2 separate regions of the Anas platyrhynchos genome follow, and region 2 is linked to region 1. A link is a contact called in public Hi-C data. All regions are on one chromosome and are shown on one strand. Each heading gives the region's core, a stretch centred on a gene start, on an enhancer-like site or on the middle of the called end of the contact. The rest is flanking DNA. Distances are from core to core; before and after follow the strand shown.

What was found. A called contact is a pair of places that touch in the nucleus more often than the background predicts.
Region 2: a Hi-C map of small yellow follicle shows a contact between it and region 1, with 1.7 times the contacts expected there. The contact joins the promoter of TBC1D14 here to the enhancer-like site in region 1.

The regions. Positions count from the first base shown.
Region 1 is chr4:67,814,747-67,818,368 of IASCAAS_PekinDuck_T2T, reverse strand. All of the region lies in intron 1 of KIAA0232 (KIAA0232 ortholog), which reads right to left. Among named protein-coding and RNA genes, the nearest start is that of KIAA0232, 12 kb to the right of the region's middle. Within about 2 kb of position 2,363, at least 4 of the 8 cell types and tissues checked have an H3K27ac peak or open chromatin away from gene starts, as enhancers often do. A contact at or near this core is called in small yellow follicle, where this site is marked.
Region 2 is chr4:67,877,995-67,881,833 of IASCAAS_PekinDuck_T2T, reverse strand. It overlaps TBC1D14 (TBC1 domain family member 14), which reads right to left and starts at 2,473. Exons shown (of 14, transcript XM_027457429.3): 1 at 2,263-2,473. The coding sequence starts at 2,458. It overlaps LOC140002510 (a long non-coding RNA gene), which reads left to right and starts at 3,041. Exons shown (of 2, transcript XR_011809257.1): 1 at 3,041-3,839.

The DNA of each region.
Region 1 (3,622 bases), core at 1,114-3,613:
ATTACTTACAAATGCCAAAGTCAAAAATACACGATGAAATGCTTTCAAAAGAATTTCTCCTTACTCCACTAACTAGCACATCTTCCTTTTAAGTAGCCTTCAGTTTTTGTGACACCAATCAATGACCTTCACAAGGTCAGTGACAGCCAGCCTATGAAGTGTCCTGTGCAGGAAAGAGACTGCAATATTGTGTAAATAAACACTGACTTCACCACTTCGACTACTTTAGAATAGATTCTCTTCCTCAAAACTTGACTCAGTGTGATAACCACTAAACGTTCCTTGAACCCAAAAAACAAACAGCTGTAGACAGTCACCCAGTTTTAGTATGCTTACACGTAGTTACAGCAAAGGCAACAGCTCGAAGTGTTCTGTAGGAAAAAAAAACACAGGAGGAGGACCAATGGTATGGAAATTGAAGCTGAACGCTCCACGCCAGTCCCTATGGTGCTGTCTTTTATGGTAAATAGTCTTTTTTGAAGACAAAAATCTTAGTCTTCCTTGTAAGCAAAATGGGATGTAGCTATTGCTGTGACAAATGCATAAAAATAATTCAGAGCATCTTGAGCCACAAAAATACCTTTGTGACAGTTGTGTCTACAGATAAGTTTTATACTGCAAAATTACACTAAGATTACTAAAGAGTACAATAAAATAAAGATGTAATTAAATCACTCTTCATTTAAACTGACGCAGGCCCACCCAGAAAGTGCTAGCATCCCAACAGAAAGAGCAAACTCTACAAAATCACGCCAGGTGAGACATTTCCACACCTTCACCAACTTTTTTCTCCATCATTCCCTTTTGTACAAAAAGCAGTTATTTTACAGAACTTAAGAGGGAAAGTTGGTTCTTTTTTCCCCCCAATCGTTTTTAATCTTGGAAAACAGTGAACAAAGCCAAACCACAAAACCCACTGAATTAATCTAAGGTTGCCTCATCTGTATTTTATCAGCACCAAGAGGCCCCTGAAAATTACACATTTATATGGAAAGGTTCTGAACAAACACCTTTAAATGAAAAAAGTAAATAGACTTCATGCTTTAACAAGCCTTCCTAAAGATATACCTAATATCAAGACTTAAAGGAGCAGAAAATATTGGAATAGAAAAAAAAAAGTGCCTTATTACTGTCCTTTCAGTAAACTAAAGGACAAGACTGCTTCTTGTAGATCATAAAAATATAACTTAAAATGAGGCAAACCATTTGCAGAGTTAAGTTCACAATACCAGGGTCCATACCCAACTGGAAAAAAATAATAGGATCTACAATAGGATCTATTTCTTTGCACAATCTGCAAATAAAGACTCTCAGGCAACAAAGCTTTCTTACACACTGCTGTGCACCTTCTACAGAGAAGTCAGCCTCTTAGATAAAGCTACAGATGCCACCTTCCTCCCTCCCTCCACTCCCAGGAGGGATAACCATCACACCTGGGCCTCCAGAGCTTCATTCTGGATGTTCACAATTAGACTAAACCTTGTCACACAGTAGTTGTCCTAAGGGTTGTTTACACAAAATTTCCTCTAATAATTGGTGAAATGTGCCAGCACATGCCATAGTTTACAATTAAAAGCTCTCGTTTTTGAAAGTTGGGTTTGCTTTGCTTCCATCTCTGACAACGTATGACAATTTTTCAAGGAATGAAAAAGCTATTACAGAATTCTTTCTTTAAATGTGAGTATCAAAGTCCACACTTGTTAAGCTGAACATACATTTTAGCAGTACTTTTCCCCAGAATAGTTTTATTAAAAGCCAGCAAACAATCCTTCCTCTCCCTGACAACTACACGTGGGTAAATCTGCAAATCCTAATTAGTATAAATTGAAAGTGAAAATTTTATCATGTGTGGTCAATAACATTCAAAGTTATGAATTCACCTTAGTAACTTTCAATCCCCCTCTAGAAGACTGACCATCAAAAGTACCGTCCCATCATATGATGGTAACAGAAGTCCACATTTTCTCTGACGTATTATGGAGGAATCATCAATTTTACCGTCATTTGTTTTGTTTCTTTCAGTGAAAAATCTCAACAAATCCTTAATATGCAAGCCAAACAGTCACACACAGGGGAAAGCACTGTCAAAGCCCAGAAACAAAGCCTATTTAAAAATCCAGTGAACAATGGAATCTGTGTCCTTAATGAATTTCACATGGCATTTAAAAGACATGTGAATCCAGAAGAAGCTGTTATTTTTTAATCACATTCTTTGTGAATCTAAGAAATTTGGCTGTGTTGTCTTCAGAGCAAGGACAGCCTTTTTTTGTGTTGGCGACGGTTGATGTTATTGTACAACAAATAGAGCAGGGACTCAATTCATGACTAAGGCTCTGAAACACTATCGTAAACCAAAAAAATTGATAATGCTTGTGCTGGAAACTAACCTCTCCCTCCATCCCATTTCAGACAATTTCTGCCACAAAGCTTCAGAAGCCTTGTGTCACAATAAGCACAGATTAAAACACCCAAGTGGAATGAAAGCAAGGAGTGCTAAAGTAGTCGCAGACATACACACAGCTCTTTTAGATATTTAGGATTAACTTTTATATATATACTGAGAAATGCACGAGTGGTACAATTTTGTTTTCACAATGGATATAGGTTCTAGAGTACCTCAGTCATATCAGAGAAGCACACACGGGACAGAAACCAGTGAGTGGCTGTCACTGCAAGATTTTTTTTCCTTGAATAATCTGCTCACCTATTTTCATAACGCTTATCCAAATGAAAATCTGAAGCTGCTAATCCTGTGTAAATGCTTAATGGAATTACTCAAAGAATTCATGAGTTACCACATAAGCCTCATTTTCTTAGCGAAGAGAAAGAACGCAGATATAACCAAGATGACACAAAGGAAGGCACGAGCACCGTTCTGTAGGATTTTGCACTGGGACCTGTGTTGCTTAATAAATTCATAAATGACCTGGAAGATGGGGTAAGTGACATAGAGAAGAATTTAGCAAGTTACAGCAAGCTAGCAGGGACTATGAGCACAGAGCAACTGAAAAACTGCAGGACTTTATGAAACTGAGCAACTCGGCAATAAAAATCAAACAAAATTCCACGTAGATAAACTTGAAGGGAGACCAGGCAGGAATAAAACCCTCGTGCTACTACTAATAAGCTCCTTATACAAAACAGTGAGCTTTGAGCTCACTGCTCACCGCAGAAACAAGCTCCTAAGTAGTATGTTGGAAATTTCATGAAACCAGAAACGAGGAGCCAGCAGCAGTTGAAAGACCAAACCACATTACAAAACCAAAGCCATCTCTGGCACCACATTCACGTTTTGCCCACTCGCTGTACGCTGCTGCAATGGATGCACCTTTAAATTATCCCAACCTGTGCTTAACACACACATACATGAACGGTGAGGAGCATGGGGTAGAGATTGCACTGGCTTGGCCTGGGCTAGAATTAATTTTCTTCACGGCAGCTCGTATCCTGCTATGTTTTGGCTTTGTGACCAAACCAGCCTTGATAACTGGGGTGCTGGAGCTATTCAGAGCGGCGCTCACACCGTGTCAAGGGCTTCTCTGGCTCTCAGGCTGCACGGCCAGCAAGGAGGCTGGGCTGGGAGGGGGCAGACCCAGGACAGCCGACCCAGGTGGCTGAAGGG
Region 2 (3,839 bases), core at 1,224-3,723, 63 kb before region 1:
TCCTGTATCTTACAGGAGCCATGATCTCATTAGTGTTAACCTCCCAGAAGGCAGATAACGAGAGAAAGGGAGACAAAAGAACACAACAGAGGCCACAAGTAGCAAGGACAAGGTAGGTAGGGGTCGTTTACACATTAACTTCTCCTGCATTAAGAGCTGTGGGGCACCAAAGAAAGTCAGAGTTGTAGCCAGGCCCAGAATTAAGATCAGGATTCTTGCAATGGGTACGTGAGCTGCACAACTCCTTGCCACAGTACCCTGTCTGATCCTAGGAGTTTACATGTAAGTTCACAAAAGAAAAAAAAATCACTAAAGATTCCTACATGCAAAGAAGCTCAGGAAATCCTTGAACTGCAAGTGTCAGGGCCTCAGGAAAACATCATTAAACATTAGCCCTGCTTACTGGCTTCTTTTGCAGTTAACTTTTTCTGTCTGGTAGGTGGGTTTTGGTCCAAGCCTGTAAGGCTGTCCATACGGCCCTACATCACTGAGATTCTGCTCAAGGTATGTAAGGCACGTCCTGACAACAGCAGAGCTCTGCAACGGATTGTGACTTTCCACGTCACCCAGCCATGCTGTAGGAGGAAGTCACAATTGATTGTAACTTCTAAAACATGTACCATAGTTTTTTGACCTGTTTTATTGTAAATTCTTAATAAAAATGTTAACACCATCAAACTGTCAGAATAAAGCAAAGCTCAGAAAGAAGCCAACGCAAGTCAAGTTCTTTTAAACTTGCAGGGACTTGCAACATGCCTTCGACAAAGAACTAGTTTCGAAGGTACGGTATGACAGCAGCCCAAGAACCTGCCTTTGTATCTCCTTGCCTCGCAGGAAGGAGAAGAATGGTTTACGTATGCTGCTCAATTATAAAAGGGTTAACATTTTTATCACCTCATCTCCTCAACACATCTCTCTGCCAGCTTTTTTTTTTTTTCTTTTTAATTTTTAGGGTGAGGAACTTCCTCAATTGCAGAAACTCGCAACTGCTTTTTAATTCTTAAAAGGATTTTTTTTTTTTTAAGTGAAAGGTTTAAACTCTTTATGCAGCATTTCTTGATGTATTAAAAAGAAACAGGCTGTACCTGACTGCTACCAAGGGCTGGGGAGCACCAGCCCCAGCCGTGTTTGCTGGAGCTCTCCCCGGCTCAGGCTGTGCTCACACCTTAGCAGCCCCAGCGCTGCCAGCAGCGAAGCACTCCCGAGGCTACAAAACAGCTCGGCTTCCCACACCGCCAGGACAAACAGCGATTACGGCTACACACGCAATCGCTGCCAAGACCATGACGGCAAAAAGACGAGAAACAACTTGGGGTTTTGCACTGAGCGCGCGTTTATCCCTCTCCCAGCCGGCTCCCCTCAGGAGGGGCGAGCTGTGCTGCTGAGCAGAGCACCTCAGAGGCAAACTGCTGAGGGCTTTCCCACCTTGCTGCTGCAGCAGGCAGGCAGCACAACTGAGTCACAGTGTTTCACTGAAGCCTCCGCTCCAGAAGCAGTTTACAGGGCCTTTTTTTTTTTTTTTTTTTTTTTAACACCCCCAGTATTAGTCAAAAACGCGAGGCCAGCGTTAAGTTGGCAGCAAGAACTTCAAGCCCCGCTGCGAGGTCCCTCAGTGTTTGGTCTCCGGGAATCGCCTAAGAGGCTTGGGTTGGAGAGATGAAAGTTGTCCCCTTTCCACAAGCCTTAGGTCTGCCTCAGCGCTGCGAACAGCTCCTAGCCGGTAGCCTTGATGAAATAATAATAATGAAAAAAAAAAAAAAAAAGGTAAAATAAACACAGCACCAGCCAAGCAACCTCCGCCTTTCCCCAAAGGCCTCCAGCCCACCCCACGGGGCCGTGCAGCTCCTCCAACTTTTTAAGGGCCCGAGAAGCCGCCCCCGAGACCCCGGCCCGGTCACCCGGGGCCAGGTGCCACAGGAACCCTGTCCCCCACAGGGACCCCCCCAATGTCCCCTCGTTCCCGCAGCCGTCCCCGCTCCGTGCCCTGCCTCACACTAGCCCCGGGCAGAGCCGCGCAGAAACTTGGACGCCTCACCGGTGCGGCGCTGCCCTCCGTCGCTCTGCTCCTGCTGGGCCATGCCCGCCCCTTCCCCGCTGCGGCACTAGGAGGCGGCCGGCGGCTGCTCCATCGCCCCTCGCCGGCCCCCGAGGAGGAGCGGCGGCTTCAGCGGAGGGGAAGCGGCGCAGCCCTCGCCCGCCGGGTCCCCTCCGCGGGCAGCGCCGAGCCTCCCATGGCGCCCGCCCCCGCGGCGGGCACGGCACCTGGCTGCGCCGGCGGGACAGGTGCCGAGCTCCTGACGGGACTCCCCGCTCTCCCTGCCTCCTCCTCCTTCGCTTCTTCTTCCTCCTCCTCCTCCTCGTTCTCCTCCTCCAGCCCCAGCGCCGCCCGCCGGCCGAGGGAACGCCTGCGCGGTGGGAGGCGGGCTGGCACCCGGGGGAGGCGGCCGCTGGCCGCCATTTTGAGACGCCTCCAGCCATGGGGAAGGGGGGGGACCCGGGGAGGCATGGCCCGGGTCGCCTCAGGCGCAGCCCAGGCCGCGCCGGGTTGTGGGGTCAACCTGAGGGGGCAACGAGGAAGGGTTCCCCTGGAGAGGGTTCTCTTGTACCGAAGGCTCCCCCCAGGCAGGGGGCTGTGAGGTGATGGTGGTGGGATGGCCCCCGGGGAGGAGATGCCAGCGGGCTGGATTTCAAAGGAAAACAAAATTTGGTGTTTTACACTAGTTTGGTACTGTGGGAAGTGTCGGTCTGGGGGTGCATCCGTATTTCTGTGGAACCGGGCCATAATGCCAGAAGTTGAGGCTCTAGGATGATGGATGGTATTCCAGCATGTGTATATTTATGTTTCCATTCTCTTAGCTTTATTTGCCTTCTTTTACCCCATCTCAAAGTGCTCGGATGTTTGCATCACCAACACAACTCTCAGTGCACCCACACACTGAATCAAAGGGGTCAGAAGCACTCGGTATCTCACAGGAGTAGAGCTCATGTTTCCTTCTCATGTTTGAAACTCATCCTTTTTTTTTTTTTTTTTTCTTTTTTTTCTTTTTTTTTTTTTTTCTCCCAGAAAAAAAGGTTCTAGGTGATCATGTCTATAGATTATGTTAAGATACATTAAGGTAGCAAAGCAGTCATCCACCTTAAGAGCATATGTAAATACGAACTTCTCATAATCTCACTCACACGTGTTGAGTCTACCATAAAGCTGGAAGTTTGAATGGAGCAAATGCAGGAATATCTGAACTTGTATTAATGTAATTAGTTAAATAACCAGAGCAAAGCCACGATTATATGAGCTTTGATGTGGGCAAGTTACACCTGAATAAATTGTCAGTCTGAGGTGAACTTGTACTGAAGTACTTGCCACTGTGACCCCATTGACAGCAATCCCATGGTATCAAGATGAGAATTAGCACATTATCAAGATGAGAAGAAGGCACTTATCAACAACAACCAAAAATTATACTTCTGCATGGTTCAGAGAGAGATAAATTTGAGGATTTGTTCTGCTGGATTTGTAAGATGAATATCAGAAAGAATATGAAACAGTTAAAATGTCACATTTTTCCTTATCTTAGAAAATCATACCAACCTCTGTAAGACACCTTTTTTATTACCTTTAAAACAGAGTAAATAAAAGAAAAACTCCTTTGAAACACTATAATACAGTGTTATAGTATAAAGTTATATGTATATAGTTTATGCAAGAGATACTATGTTGGAAGATACACCAATTCCTTTTTCAGTATTAATATTTTCCTTTTGTTTTTGAGAATGGAAATCAATCTCTCTTTTTGTAGCAGCTAGAAGATTGTACCGTCACCATGGTATCATCTATCTTT